2 separate regions of the Gasterosteus aculeatus genome follow, and region 2 is linked to region 1. The links are chromatin contacts, called in public Hi-C maps. All regions are on one chromosome and are shown on one strand. The core of a region is the stretch at or near the end of the contact, and the rest is flanking DNA. Distances in the headings are between cores, read along the strand shown. Region 1 has its middle 24 kb from the start of fam204a. Region 2 holds the start of emx2 (empty spiracles homeobox 2).

What was found. Hi-C and Micro-C count contacts between places; a contact is called where the count stands out from the background.
Region 2: a Hi-C map of tail fin shows a contact between it and region 1, with 3 times the contacts expected there. The contact joins the promoter of emx2 here to the enhancer-like site in region 1. A contact is called at or near these places in 4 of 6 Hi-C or Micro-C datasets (liver, skeletal muscle, tail fin and 1 more).

What each region holds. Positions count from the first base shown.
Region 1 is chr6:4,759,182-4,766,013 of fGasAcu3.hap1.1, forward strand. No RefSeq gene overlaps it. Among protein-coding and RNA genes, the nearest start is that of fam204a, 24 kb to the left of the region's middle. Within about 2 kb of position 4,855, at least 3 of the 9 cell types and tissues checked have open chromatin away from gene starts, as enhancers often do.
Region 2 is chr6:4,873,936-4,881,668 of fGasAcu3.hap1.1, forward strand. emx2 (empty spiracles homeobox 2) reads right to left here and starts at 4,606. Exons shown (of 3, transcript XM_040177791.2): 1 at 3,681-4,606; 2 at 2,412-2,596; 3 at 1-1,109. The coding sequence starts at 4,071. The coding sequence ends at 942. It overlaps eif3s10 (eukaryotic translation initiation factor 3, subunit 10 (theta)), which reads right to left. Exons shown (of 22, transcript XM_040177760.2): 22 at 6,409-7,169. The coding sequence ends at 7,000.

The DNA.
Region 1 (6,832 bases), core at 3,605-6,104:
TTGCCATTCCAGACATTTGCACGTTCATGCGCGGCTGTTTCTCACGTCAGTGAACTGTGCAGTGATGTGCGATTTGTCACATCCTCTAATTGCTTTATGATGTTATTGCTGTAACATAACTGGTCCATTTGACAGATATCAGCATCGATATGTGAGGTTGTAGGAATAAATAAAAATGTCTTTACGAGAGCAGGTGTTTTGGGATGGAGGATGGAGCATTTAAAGATCGGCAAGCATGTGCATCTCATCCACGTCCTAACAACCCATATCAGAGTTAAACAGCGGCCACATATTTACTCCGGACTGTCGGACCAGTGAGTCTGAGTATCCAGTCGGGCTGCGCCCGAGGAAAGATGTGCTTTGTGTGGGAAAGGGCTTTGGGAAGCTGCGATCCCCATTCTTCCAACTCACACTTCCTGCTGTTCGGTCTGATTGTGTTGTCTTTGTCTTAGCCTGATGTGCGCGCCTCCTCCTCCTCCTCTGGAGAGGCTAATGCCGGCCCTTTTTTTTTTTTCTTTCTTTCCTCCCCCAATCTCACCAAATGCCAAGTGTAACTGGTGCCCCTATTGCTCCTAATTAATGCGTGATTAAAGAGTGAAATAAGGGATTCTTCTAGCGATTTGTTTTTTCGAGGAGTAAGAAATTAATCCCCTTTGGATCTCGCAGAATCATTTAAGGATTCTCCTTGTTCTGTTTATCAAATAAACCAAGTAATTAGAGACTTTAGATAAGTAGGCTAAATTGATGCCCGCCCTATGTCTTCCCGAGCTAGTGTTCGCTGATAGAGGCAGCCGCGTTGCTCTGGTAATATGCAGCATTATACTTGTCCAATAACAATGCCCTTTGTGTTTGGCAGTCGCGTAATTACGCCGGGGAGCCTCCTTGACCTTGGTAAGCACGTCTATCTTACCCGTGGATCAGTGTACTTCATTTCTTAACCCACAAAGATACATCACAGGGGAGTTTACCGAGTTCCCCGTGAATGTAATTCACAGTACAGACTACATTACTGGCAATCCCCGATTGTGTAGTATGCAATAGTGCAGTTATCCCGGCTGATGATACACGCGGAGCCTGCGGCTCCTCAGCAGCATAATCCCCGGCTAACTTATTGTAGCTCTACTGTATCTGGAGAGGCAGCAGAGTGATTTTTATTACTTTCACCTGAGTACCCAGGGGAGGTATCTTATCTCCCCACTTGGTTTTATGCAGTTTGGCTTTGAAAGGTCTTCAAATGTCTGAAATTTGAATTTGGGCTGCATGTCCGATCAGGCAGACACATGAGGGGACTTCACTTCGCTCTCTTGCCGTCCAACACCCCCCCGCGTCCACACACACACACCAGCCTCCTTCATGGAAAGGGCTCGGCCATTTCTGAGGTTGCATCAGTGTTTCCAGCGATGCACCTGCAGCAAGTGTCCAGTCTGAGAGCTCAGACGGACACTTTGAAGCCGAGCGGGGGCCGGGCTGTTCAAATGGCTTCGTCTGGTCCAGATGGAAGAGGAAATGGAGATTTCTGCGTCACAAACAACAATCAAGTTGGGTTTTCTGGCTCTTTGCAACATTCCTATTTCTGTTCAAATTGTTGCTGGGTGGGTAATAGTGTATGAAGTCCTGCAGGAGTCAGGAATTGGATTAATTTAGCATGTGCACAAATTGGAAGTGCGTACTACTGAATTACTATTTTGTGGACCTAAATTAGTAAATTGTTCAATGGAAGGATGCTCTTTGCCAATTGAACTACTATAGTCATATTAATATTATTGATCTATTATCAAACCTGATATTTGGCTTTATTGTAGGCAAACATACTGTTTCACAAGTATCTTTAGTAAAGTTGACGGATTTATTTATTTGGTTATGAATAAGAATTTTTAAAGTATTTCAAGTTCAACCTTTCTCTCTGAAAACAGAATATAAGTTGTTTCACAAACCGTATTTATGTCATTGCTAATTGTCCTGTTGATTCTCAATTTTAAAGGTGCAATGTCTGAGATCTAACCAGCCGCTCCAAGCAGATAGGGGGCAGCATTTTACCTCAACTAATGAAACAATATCATTTCAATTTACAGTCATTGGCTTTAAAAAGAAAAGTCCAGCTGCTAACTAACAGCCAGCCAACAACGCACAAAACACCACCAAGCTGCTGGTACTGTGAGAGCAGGACCGGATGGCTGGTGGTTCGCTGCTCATTTCATTAGACATCTCTGCAACATGACACACAAACGTCCCTCACATAATGTCACTGAAGCGTCTGCACATTCTGTTGATAATCTTACACGTTGCCCCTTTACGAATTCTGTGGATTAACTGAACTGGGATACTTGTGTGATGCAACGTTTGCTGCACCACCAGCCTTGCTGGCTGTTGAAATGCTTACAGAATACATCTGCCAAAATCCCATCAACACCCAAAGCAATAGTATTGTTCTTTGTGATACATCGCAGATTTACCCGTTTTTCCACTCAGATAGTTCTGCAGGAGCTAATAAGATGATATGTCCCGTTTTACTGATGACTGAGTGGTGCTTTTATTAAGCAGTCGGCCGTATTTACCTGCTCAGTTCGCTGTTCACTTGTTTCTCCTCCTTCTCCTTTACTTCTCTCCTTCTCTTTCTATTTCACTGACTTCTTATTCCCTCCGGTCCCCGGGCACACGCTCTGCCCGTGCTCTTTATTTTTTCATGGCAGGCCTAGCGCTGAGCCTCCCTCTAATTAGATCAGGAATTATGGTATGGATTAGGGGATGCAGGGGCATGCCAGTTCCTCTGACCATGGTAGCTATTTCAAGTCACCATTTCAAAGTTCTGTGCTTAATTCCCCCCCCTCCCCTCTTTGCATTATAACACAGCTGCAGCAAGAGTGACAAACACTGTTAATCTCTTGTTTGCTGGCAGTCCATTACAAAGGGGTAAAGCAGGATTTTTCTCCAGCACTGTAAACACTCAAAATTCAGCATTGTCCATTACCTCTTAAACACGGACGATAACAAGCATCATTAATTAAACTGTGGGTGTAAGTGGGGTTACATAAATTGAAATTAATAATCGGGCGCAAACAGAAATAGAATGCTTGTTTGCGAATTGTTCTCTCAGAAACTTACGGATGTCGCCACGTAGATTAAGGAGGTTTGGCTCCTGTTTCCTTCTGATGTTTCCACCAATCCCCGGCCAAGGTTTAGTCATGGAGTGCTCTTTTAATTTGTTTGCCACATTCTCACATTTTCCCCAGAAAAAAATGATCAAGTAGGCATTTAATTACTATAGGAAATAAATCACCTCCCATAGTTATTGTCTTGCTGCCAAGTCCGTTGCACATAAGCTGCAAAGAACACGAAATATTTCCACACTTGTATTTTAAATACCTACTGCAGAGTCAATTTGGAGGGGGACAATGGCGGGAAATGTTCAATCCGGTTTTCAGTTTGGGGATTTTCTGGAGACTGATAGACAATCGACATGCATAAAATGCTCATTGTTGGCCATTACATCATTTCTAGTTCCGTCCCAGCAGCTGGATTCCTGTGTGTAGTCACCAAGTCGGAGTTGTGAATGTCTGAGGTATGATACAAATCAAAACTAGCATGTTATGTTTAAAGTGTTGACATCACACGAAAAACACCGGCGAGCCCTCGGAGGACTCCAACATGCCTCATTGAAGACTCTGTTGTCAGGGAGAATCAAGTCAAGGCATGCCCATCTGACAGCAGGGGCAGAGGGGACCTGCACCCACACATACTTTTACAACTGAAATGATTATGTACATCCGATTGTGGGACTTGCATCATTGGACATGAACATAATCCCCAATGCTGAATCAATTTGAGCACAGATTTTTTTTTTTTACAGGTCAACAATGGCGGCCGTGAGTGACTGAATGGCGACTGAGATCCCTTTCATGAACAAATAGCAGCCACGCCGGGTCGTAACTTCACCTCCGGGGAAAACACCAATCCACCTGATGAAGACTGATAATCAGAATCTGACAGAAACCTCACAAACTCCCAGAAGGTGACACCAAATCCCTTCGCGTGCCAAATTGAGCGATGGGTTGGACAAACATCTGCCAAAAGCCACATTTGAAATCCATATGGCCGGGAGTTAATTGGGGCGCGCAGGTCCGGGCTTGACGCGAGCACGGATACATAACGGCCTGTGTGGGTGGGCAGAGGTGGCTGGAGGTTTGGGGGTCGAGCCTTCGGCCCCCTTCCCATTTCACACGAGCTTATCGGGGAGTGTGGGGGAGATGCTGGGGCACTTTCTGCAAATGGCATGTTAAATGTCTCATTAACAGCAGTGACCACAGCTATCGGCCTTTTCCTTAAGGGGAGAAGTATTAGACAGACGGGGGGTGGTTTTTAAAAGATTCTAAAAGTCTAGGGTTCTGTTTGTCACTTTGTGATTTCAATAATCTGCCAAAACAAGAGTGAAAAGGGATCTCTGGTGTGTTTGCTCTCGGTAATAAAGAATCACAGTTTCCCCAACCCCCCCTCAGGTCCTTCCCACAATGGAGAGGCTTGATGCTTTAGGACAGCAGGTCTCTTGAGGGAAATCTCAAGGGTCTTCCAACCGTACAAGTGACTGTGATAACACCAAAAACACACAACGAAGTGAAGGAAAAAACACACTTTACATGACCAACATCATTTGCAGGTTGTACTATTTCTTAGTCTTTTTAGGGACTTTATTCACAGCAAAATAAACAAGTTCTCACCATCAACAAATTGCCATAAGCGCCCCACGCCCACAGCAGCCATGGGAATTTCCATTAAAGGCGCTTGAGTCACAATCGGCGAACAAATAAATGACGCGCTCCTGGGAAATCACGGCAACAAGCAGATACATGTTAAAGCTCGGGAGAGAGAGAGCTGCTCATTGGAGCTGGAGAGGGCTTCCCAAAATCCAGATGTGGTGGAAGCGCAGACGGGGCTCAGGCCTCCTCGCCAGTAATGAAGCAATTAGACAGACAATTATGAACACCTGTGACGCTGATTGGCACCATGCGGCTGCGTCTCCTTCCGCGGCGCTAAAGACGCCTGAATGTTGCTAAAGTTAACCTCTAACAAGGCCTGTAATGACGGCGAGGGCCAAAACACACCACACTGATGCTCTCTCACACACACCTACACACACACACGCTCATACTCACACACACACACACACACAGGAGGTTCACATTAGGAAGAAGGGCTCATCCCACACAGACGGTTGCGTCATGTATTATTGAAACCAGCCCTTGTATAAACACAACTCAGATAAATTGGTGTCTCCATTCTCCTGATTCATTAAGGTTAATGCAGTTTTAATTACTGCTTGATTTGCAGCCCATTAGACACAATTTCCGAGGCCATTCCGAAGACCTGCAAAATGACGTTGCGTGGGATTAATAAGATAAAAGGGACAAGTTGGAATTGTAGTCCTTCCTAGACTCAGGGATTCCTCTATTTTCACTGTAACCGCTTATTTATTTGCACAACCGCTTTCAGGCACATTAAAACAATCTAATGAATAGAGAGCTTTGGCTTCAGGGATTGCATCACCCATCGGATGAACAAATGTAACGGTGGTTATGGCCTGATTAAAACGGATGCACAGGAAATAGGGCGAAACAGCTGAAGGCTCTATAATTATAAACCATATAATAAGGCTCGGGACAGCTTTTTATCTGCAGCGCAACTTTACATCTCGATCCTGTTGGTTTTGTTTTAAATCAGCTGCCAAGGATATATGGTCAAGACTAGAACTATACTATGGAAAGCACATTAAGACATGTAAGTGCACATGAACAACCATGGGAAATGGGTAAATGGGATTATAGTGATACATATTTCAAGCCCCCTCTTTTCAGGGACTGAATGACAATTATTAGGACGGGTTGGCCGGCTGTTGTTTGCTGAAAGGCAAGTAGAAATTTCCCAAGAGGATGTGTTTTCTTTTTCTCATCCCATATTTATTCTAATAAAGTTACATCCTCTTCCCTCCACTGCGATATCCACTAGCTCATTATTTAAATATATACATATACTTTTTTCCAACAATTATGAATCATACAACGCATCTGGACTTTTAGTTGAAAACAGTTTGTAAATGCTTGATAACAGAGTTCAGCCTATTTTATTATATAATTAAAACAAATCAAACAATATATATTTTCTTTATCTATGGTTTGAGAAAATTGGCAATCAAATTTGTCTTTTTTTGCAGTAGAAGATAGAGCCCGAAGAATACTACCGTAACTTAAAACGCAATAAATCACAGAATAATTTAAAGTTAAGAAAACACATAAATTAAACCCCATTTGCTGATCATCTCCAATGACGTAAGAAAAATCATTTAACACTTCTTTGCACATTTTCTCATTCCCATTTCTAAATAGTATACAACAAAATGTACGTACCAATAACAGGTTATATAATGATGCCAAAGTAATTAGGGTCTTAAAATTACTCCATGAGGTACCCCACATGTTATATGAGCTAGTTTTGTTATTACAATGTCAAATGCTTCAGAAAGATCTCCGCATATATATATGTAAACACACATACCTATGTGGGTATTTATATATATATATATATATATATATATGTATATATATATATATATATATATATATGAATTAATGCAGTATATATACTGTATGTATGAGTGTATACATTTAAAACACACACTATAATAAATAATTAATTATATAGTCAAACATTGTATGTTAAATATCTATGTAAAATCATTAACAGGGGTCAAATTTTGATACAGCTGTGTCATGCATGAAAAACAATGTATTATTTATTAATACTTGTTTGCTATTAGTTTCATGAAAGCCTAAAAACTCTAAAA
Region 2 (7,733 bases), core at 3,356-5,855, 110 kb after region 1:
ACACAAAACGTATTTACATTATGTAAAAGAGGGTTTAACAGAAACATTTACTTTAAGCATTTCTGTACATGGAATAAGCTCAGTGCTTGAAGTTGTTTTTTTTACGCTCATTTGTTGCATTCACTGGAGGGTCAGTCCTGACAGAAGGCTGCGTGGGGCCACAGCGACACATCAGTAAAGCTTTGGGTTAAAGGAATGTCCTGATACTTTCCTTTTAAGTACTTGATCTGTAGTCTGATTCATTTTTTAGATTTTTTTTTCAATCGAAATTCCATTTTTGTAATTTAAAAAAAAAGAAAAAAAGAAAGAAAAGAAAAACACTTTACCGCAGCACCGCTACTTCATATGTTTTCACAATCACTTTTACACGAGAATCATTAATTAAAGACTGCACACTTTGTAAAAAAAGGAAGGAGCACGACATCTCTTTTGGAAAATAAGAGTTGAAAGCAAATTAGTTTTTTTCTTGGTTTGAGAAAAACTCGTGAAATTAAAAACAACTACCAGGGGGGCAAAAAAAATATATACCATGCAATTCAAGTTTTACAAAAGCAGTTCGGTGTTTTGGTATCTTGAGTGGAAACGTTTTTGTTCAAAAACAAAACAAAAAAAACTCTGAAGTGCAAACGTCCAATGGGAATTGGAGAGAAACAAAATGAGGTGGTGGCGGATGGGAGGAGGTGGTGGTGGTGGTGGTGGTGGTTGGTGCGTGGAAGGGTTCAGGTCGGTGGACTGAGACACTCGACCCGGGTCATTTGGATTGACAGACCCACGCGGTGACAGCAGGGCCACCTGTCGGGTTTCTCCCACCCTCAGCTGCCGATCTCCGGAGATCTGAAACGTGACATTGGCTTTTTACCCCCCCTCGCTGTCTCTACACCCTCCGTTATCCATGTCCTCCTCCACGCAGACGCTTATATAGTCTCTCTTTTAAAGTTGTTTTAATCGTCCGAGGTGACATCGATTTCCTCCGGGCTCCCCTGCTTAGTTGCCATCCTCCACCGGTTTATGTGATGCGATCCTTTCTTCTTCTGCTGAGACTCCGAGCCCTCCTCCTCTAACTTCTGCCGCTTGAACTTCGTCCTCCGGTTCTGAAACCACACTTTTACCTAAAGAGGCGGAAAAAAAAGAGAACATTTTTTTTTAGATAAAAAATAACGCGCAAAAAAACTGGATCAGTGTGACGAGATAAACCGCGATGGACCCTGTGCGTAAAACCACGCGTAAAAGCGACGCGGTGTTTTGGGAGCACCGCTGAGTACAAGCAGGCAGCGCTGTAGTGGAAATAAGAAGGTGAGCTGTGACCTGCAGTTTGTAATCAGCAAACAACCCCCAGAAGGAAGAAAGATCAATTATATTCACCTGAAAATGTGAATTCGTGCATTTAAATCCGCCAATCATAATTGTCAGGGTAAAGTGAATTCAACTCACAGACGCCCTCAATAATACAAATGAATATTCAATTCAATAAAGTTAAGGCCCTTTAAATGATCAGCCCTCTGATCCCTTGTGTGATTGTTTCTAGAAGCATGCAGACGTCAAAGGAAACGAAGGAGTTCCATCCACTTCTAAACACAGAAGTTCACGCTAGATGGACTCCGCTCTGTTAAACGGTGCCGCTGGGAATTAACAGCATCTCAATCGATAACCGGTCTGCTCCGGCTTTGTCACACTGCAGCCCCATTTTGCTCTTAAACGGCAACTGAGGTGCATTTAATTCGCCTTCAGTGGGCTAATTAAAGTAGGCGACGGTTCATTTCTCCCTTCAGTCCCCCGCAAAGGCCCCGCCGTCCAAAGGAGACACAGCGGACAAAAGGCAGCGGCCGATGGGCTCAAACAGCATCTTAAATATGGCAGGAGGAATTCACTGAACCCGCCTCGCGCTTTGTGTCGCCTATCCCATAAAATGGTTAACTGGTTAATTTGCCCTCCATTTTGAAAGGCAACATCTCCCCCCAACCCCACCCCCCCCCCTCTCGCACCCCCCTCAAAACAAAGTAATTCAACCCCTCCTGAAATGAGGTTAGGCCGATACAATGACAGCGGATTTCATCCAACAGAAAGCCCCTGTCTTCAATTGACAACGTGCATTTGTGCCCCCCCCCCCCCCCCCCCCCCGCTAGAAACAATTCGGCGGCTGATGATTGAACACGATTGCTTTGCTGTGCGTCTCTTCTTTGTTGTCACATATTTATTTGATAGTTGCCTCATTGTTGTTGTGTGTTTTTTTGCCGCACAGTGCCACGTTCCATAAAACCATTAGACAGGTTCCTCAGCCACGATGCGGGCGATGCCTTTTATTACGAGCGCCATGCAAAGCAGCAGGGTGCGCGTCTCAAAAACGAAACAAGCGCCTCGTCCCATCCGTGCGGCGTTTAATGTCGAAGCAGCGATAATGTGACGTTTCTTACCTGAGTTTCTGTGAGGCTAAGGCTGTGCGCGAGCTGCTTCCTCTCTGCTCCCACCACGTAATGGTTCTTCTCAAACGCGTGTTCGAGCCGCAGGAGTTGCGAAGGGGAAAAAGCTGTCCGGATTCTTTTGGGCTTTCTGGCCAGCGCGTTGTGCAAAAGGAAGCTCTCTGGACTCGTTTCATTGCCTGGGAACGAGCAGAAAAGAAGGGAGCCGTCAGCGGCCGTCGTCTCGTTCTATAAGGTGTGTTAACATTTCCACCAGGAGCAGCGGGCCTGCTGCTCAGCTACGAAACAACAGTCCGCTGTGAACACGGCACGATAATGATGTCTGAGCACAGGCCGGGCACACGTCTGTAAATCTGTAATTTACCCAACACGTATGCATTTTAAATAGCTGCTTATTGTTGACTTTCTCCGTCTAACATCTGTGGGATCACCGGCACAAAGGTATATAATCCGGGGCCTAATTAAATTAGCTCGAAAACAGCCTCTGTCAACAGAAGGTAAAATGAAATAGCATGAAGACCTTTAAATAGACAGCATCCAAAATAATATATATATATTTATTTTAAATTCTTCAAAAATATACTGCTTTTTACTCTACTTGGTAAAAAAGCAAAAATAAATACAACAAAATAAGCGACCAAAAGAATACATAAATCACTAAACGAATTTCAACATCCGTCAATGTCAGTTTATTAAATACAATTCGAATTACCCGAAATTGGACTCATGTCACCCTTACAAAATGATCAAGAGGCTCAAATAACCAGCCAATTTCTGTGTGTAATTTTCCCCCGGCTAAAAATCAATATCGTGTATTTTAGTTTAAATATGAAATGTGTCTGTGAAATAAGCAGCGCAATACATTGGTTTCATTTTCACGCATGGATCCAAGTCGTATATCCGTTAAGCTGCAGTGTACAAACATGTCAACATTTCGAGTGGTTTTGGTGTCCGATCAACATTAAAGGCAGCAGACTGACAGGCGGCCGAGTCAACAATTATCTTTTCCGCTCGAGGGATTTTTTTTCTTTCTTTTTTGAAAATGAGAAAAAATTCATTGATTCGTTTTTGAACGAAATAATCCAATACACAAGTGACTCCTGTGGCCTAAAGATTGGAGATGATTGTATTAAAAAAACGGATTTTATTTAATTTCGCAGCTTAAAAAAAAAAAAGACGAACTGATGGAGAGAAAAAAAAAAAAAACATTCCATGGAGCCGCTCGGCGCAAAAAGAGCCGAACGAAGCATTCTGATAACTCACCTTGAAATCTGTGACCCAAGTACCTATATCTGTGTAATAACCAGGGGTAGAACGTCGACGGGTCCCTTTGCTGGCTGGCGAAAAGAGGGTGCGGACTGTGCGAGGATGAAAGCGGGTGAGCGGCCAAAGCGTGCGGCGGGGCCACCGAGTGCACCGGGACGGCGGAGTTTTGCTGATGAGAGACCGCCTCGGCGAACACCAAGTCCGGGTTCGAGTAGACGCCCCTGCCGCCGGAGTGAAAGCCGTTGAGGAAGGGGTTCATCTGGCCGGAGTTTGCATAGCTGAGAGCCGCTGGCCTGATGGGCTCCTCGGTGCGGGACGCCGGTACGTGATTATCCTTCGCCACTAAAGACTCGATGGTGAAACACCTCTTGGGCGCAGGTTGAAACATGGTCTGATAGTCCAGGTTCCCCAGTTTAAGTGGAAAGCTGTCGTGCGGCGCTCGCGCTTAAAAAATACTCCACACCCAAAGAAAAGGGGGAAACTTTCTGCGCAGTAAATAAGTTCGGGGAGGAAAAGGCGGGCAGTGTCCGCAAAGCCCCAACAAAAAGCGCTCGGCTTCTCCCAGACTAATCCATGGATGTGATCGTTTTCCTCGCCCGGGTTCGTGCAGGCAGATTTGTTAGTTCATGAGCCTAATTAGCGCTGCAGTCCCATAAACAGCTTCCTCTGAAGGCTGTAATGGCATGGTGATTGGTCGCCGCCGCTGCTGCTCGCCCTGAGCCGGAGAAGGGAAGACGCTTAAAAAGTGCGTCAATGGGAAGCAGGGGCGCGGAGAGGCGGACTCGAACGCGCAACACGGAACGGATTCGTCCAGAGAGGAGCACCCCCCCCCCCCCCCCCCCCCCCTCCTCACACACACACACACACACACACACACACACACTACCTATCCCCCTCCTCACACAACACACATGCTCGTGCGCGCACACACATGCTCACGCGCACATATCTGCAGGATATTTAACACACTCTTCTGAACCAAGCGCACGGTGTCCCGCTTATTTTGCATTTAAGCGCTATGAATGCTTCAACGTGTGTTTTTTTTCCTTCCTAAGGGTGGGGGTGCATTTAGTGTTAGCAGGTGATTATACTCAATCATGCACAACAATGTTGTGCAAACATCAAATCAGTCCTATTAAAAGTCTATCGTCCTGTGCAGGCGGAAATAATCAGCGTCAGTCGTATCGTTTGGCCTTTTCTTTTCGTTTCTTCCCGTTTTTGTTCCTGTTTTTCTGACTGGGTTTATGCAGAGAAGCTGCTCTGGTTCCCTCCCCGCTTAGTTAATGTTTTTCAGATTATTTTAGGATACATTTCAAATATTAAAGACTGTGACTGCGAGACGAGACGAGACGCCCGTGAGACACAAACACGCGGTACACTACGGGACAGTGCATGAAGACGCGCAGTGTTCACGACCCCCCCTCCACACACACACACACACACACACACACACACACACACACACACACACACACACGAACACATTTGTAAAGTCGCTGCTATTCAGTGCAAACATGCTCAGGTGTTTATTGGTGGCTACCTGTGTCTGCGGGCTGCCACGAGGGCCTCCGTGAGGAAACACGCACTAATCGCGCGCGCAGGCACAGTAAGGCTGCTCGGAACTGGATGGATCCAACCCGGAAAAATGAACAATTAGTCCTGTTTTATATTTTATCTCAATGTAATTTGGTATTTATATTTTTTGTTCTTTTTCATACGGTGGAAAATGGAATTGGCCTAATGGGCCGACGTGTGTGAGGTTGTTATTATTTTTATTAAGTGTTCTTTTATTGGAGTTATTAATTGGCCGTTATTATATTGTTATAGTGTAGCTTACTTCGAAGATGCATAGCACGCCCATGCAAAGCACATCAACAGCGTGGGGCTTATTTGTGCGTGTAGGTCAACGGTCTGTAGAGAATAAAATACAAACGTCACCGACATGTGTTGGCAGAGCCGTACAACACACAAATACGTACGATTTAACATGAAAATGTGTCAATCCAGATTATTGTTATCACGAATTGTTGGCTGTTTCAGATGTTTTCTTTGAACCTGCCGAGTCAGTTCATTAAAGGTAAGGCATTTTTCTTTAATACAACCAAACACAGATAAATGTTCTTCCCACGACGCACATTATTATTATGATTATCCATATTACTATCGTTTCTATTATCACTATTACAGTAACCTTCATACACGTTTGCTTCAGTTCAGCCAAATTCAAAGCAATGCTTCTACCGAGCAACTAACATTTAAGAAAAGTTCATCTTTGTTGAAATTAGTTTTTTAGTGCCTTGAAAGACTAACATCGCGTTATTGTTTTTTAGAATTGGCTGCATAGTGAACACCGAGTTTTGGACGGAGCCAAGTGCTGATGGTGGGCATGAACCAACACCCCTCCTCTCACACGTGCAGCCTTCCTCTGCACGGAGCTTTACTGACCTCTAGTGGAAACCCTGTGGTAGTGTGATTAAACTGGGCCGCCTGGGGACAACTAGACAGCTTTTCAAAGGTAGTCTGGAAGGGTGAAAATCGTATGTGGCCTAATACAGATACTGGAACACATTTTCAGAAGCGTCACTCAAATCAAACTGTTTTTGTGCAGGTTTATCCTCTGACTCCCACAATGGGCCAAGTAGCTTTGTGTTGGGCACCAGGCTATAGATGAGAGTGCTGCGATCTTCAATGGCGCCATAGTATTCAAGACCAAATCAACAATGGGTGGTGAGCAAACATCTTTATTAATAAAGGCTTTATCTGTACACATGCAACCTGGTTTGATCCCATTAATTGCAGCAAGATAGAACCACACACACTGGATATGAGGCGAGACCAATTGAATACTCTAAGCATGCACATGGAGATGTAAATTCACCTAGTTCAGGTTGAAATAGATAGAGCGCAGAGATCACCGGAGCAGATGACACGTTCCTGGTCATTGCTATTACAAGAGTTGTAGATCTGTGGCATAATATAACATCATCCTTGTAAAGAGCATTTATTAAAAAGAGGCAGTTGGTGATGCACTGAAAGTTTGAGCAGGAACAATGTTTTTTTTATTCAATTTCACTTTTTCAATGCAAGGTAATGATACCACAGTCATGTGTACATTGACAGGTGAACTAAATGCATAAAGGTATATTGGTTGATGGTGTTAGGAGCCTCTGGTTCAAAACAGCTGGATGTCAAAATTAAAGATTAATTAGAAAATCATCTTCAGGAAAACTACTGTCTACAAAGATGTCATACAAAGGAATATCCCAAATGAGTATCAGAATTCACCACTGTGGCTAACCGGCTGAGAGGAAGTGACTCAGCGGCGTACAGTGGTCCAGCCGTCATCATCTGTCTCGTTCTTGATGCGGCGGGCGTCTTTGTCGGTACGCCAACCCTTGTCTCCTTCAGGCTCCGCCTCAGGCTCACGCTGCTCGTCTCTGGGGCGCTCCTCCCGCTTCTCCTCGCCTCCACGGCGCCAAGAACTTCCTATGGAAACAATTATGCTCATCACAACATGTTGATTCACAACTCTAGTTTAAGACCTAATTTTTTTCTTATAATAAATTATTAGAGCAGTCAAGATTTAAAAAATAATAATTAATCACACATTTTGAAAAATTAATTAATCGATTAATGAATTTTGTTGTTACTATTAAATGTTTTAAAAAAATGTTTATCGTGAGCTGCTGTCTTGCTTTCTCGGATGTAACTGACTGCAGCCAGCGGCCGCTTCGTTTCCACGGTCAGCTTCCGGAAGTAAAGAAGAGGTACATTAACTACGTTGAAATATTTTGTTGCATTAAACGTGGCCACATTAATCGCATAGATTAATGCGTTTATATTTATCCCCCATGGTATCTCTGACACTTTCCACATCAGCAAAAAAAGGGAACAGCGACCTCTGCTGGCTCAATATAACCCCTTCATGTAGCGTTGTTGTTTTGTCAAGACAAAATAGTGCTAGGTGGAACACCGAAATAAGCCGGATTTATGCTTCTGCGTTTTCAGAGCGACGCAGACGTAAGCCCCCCTTGTGTGTCCCTTGCGTCG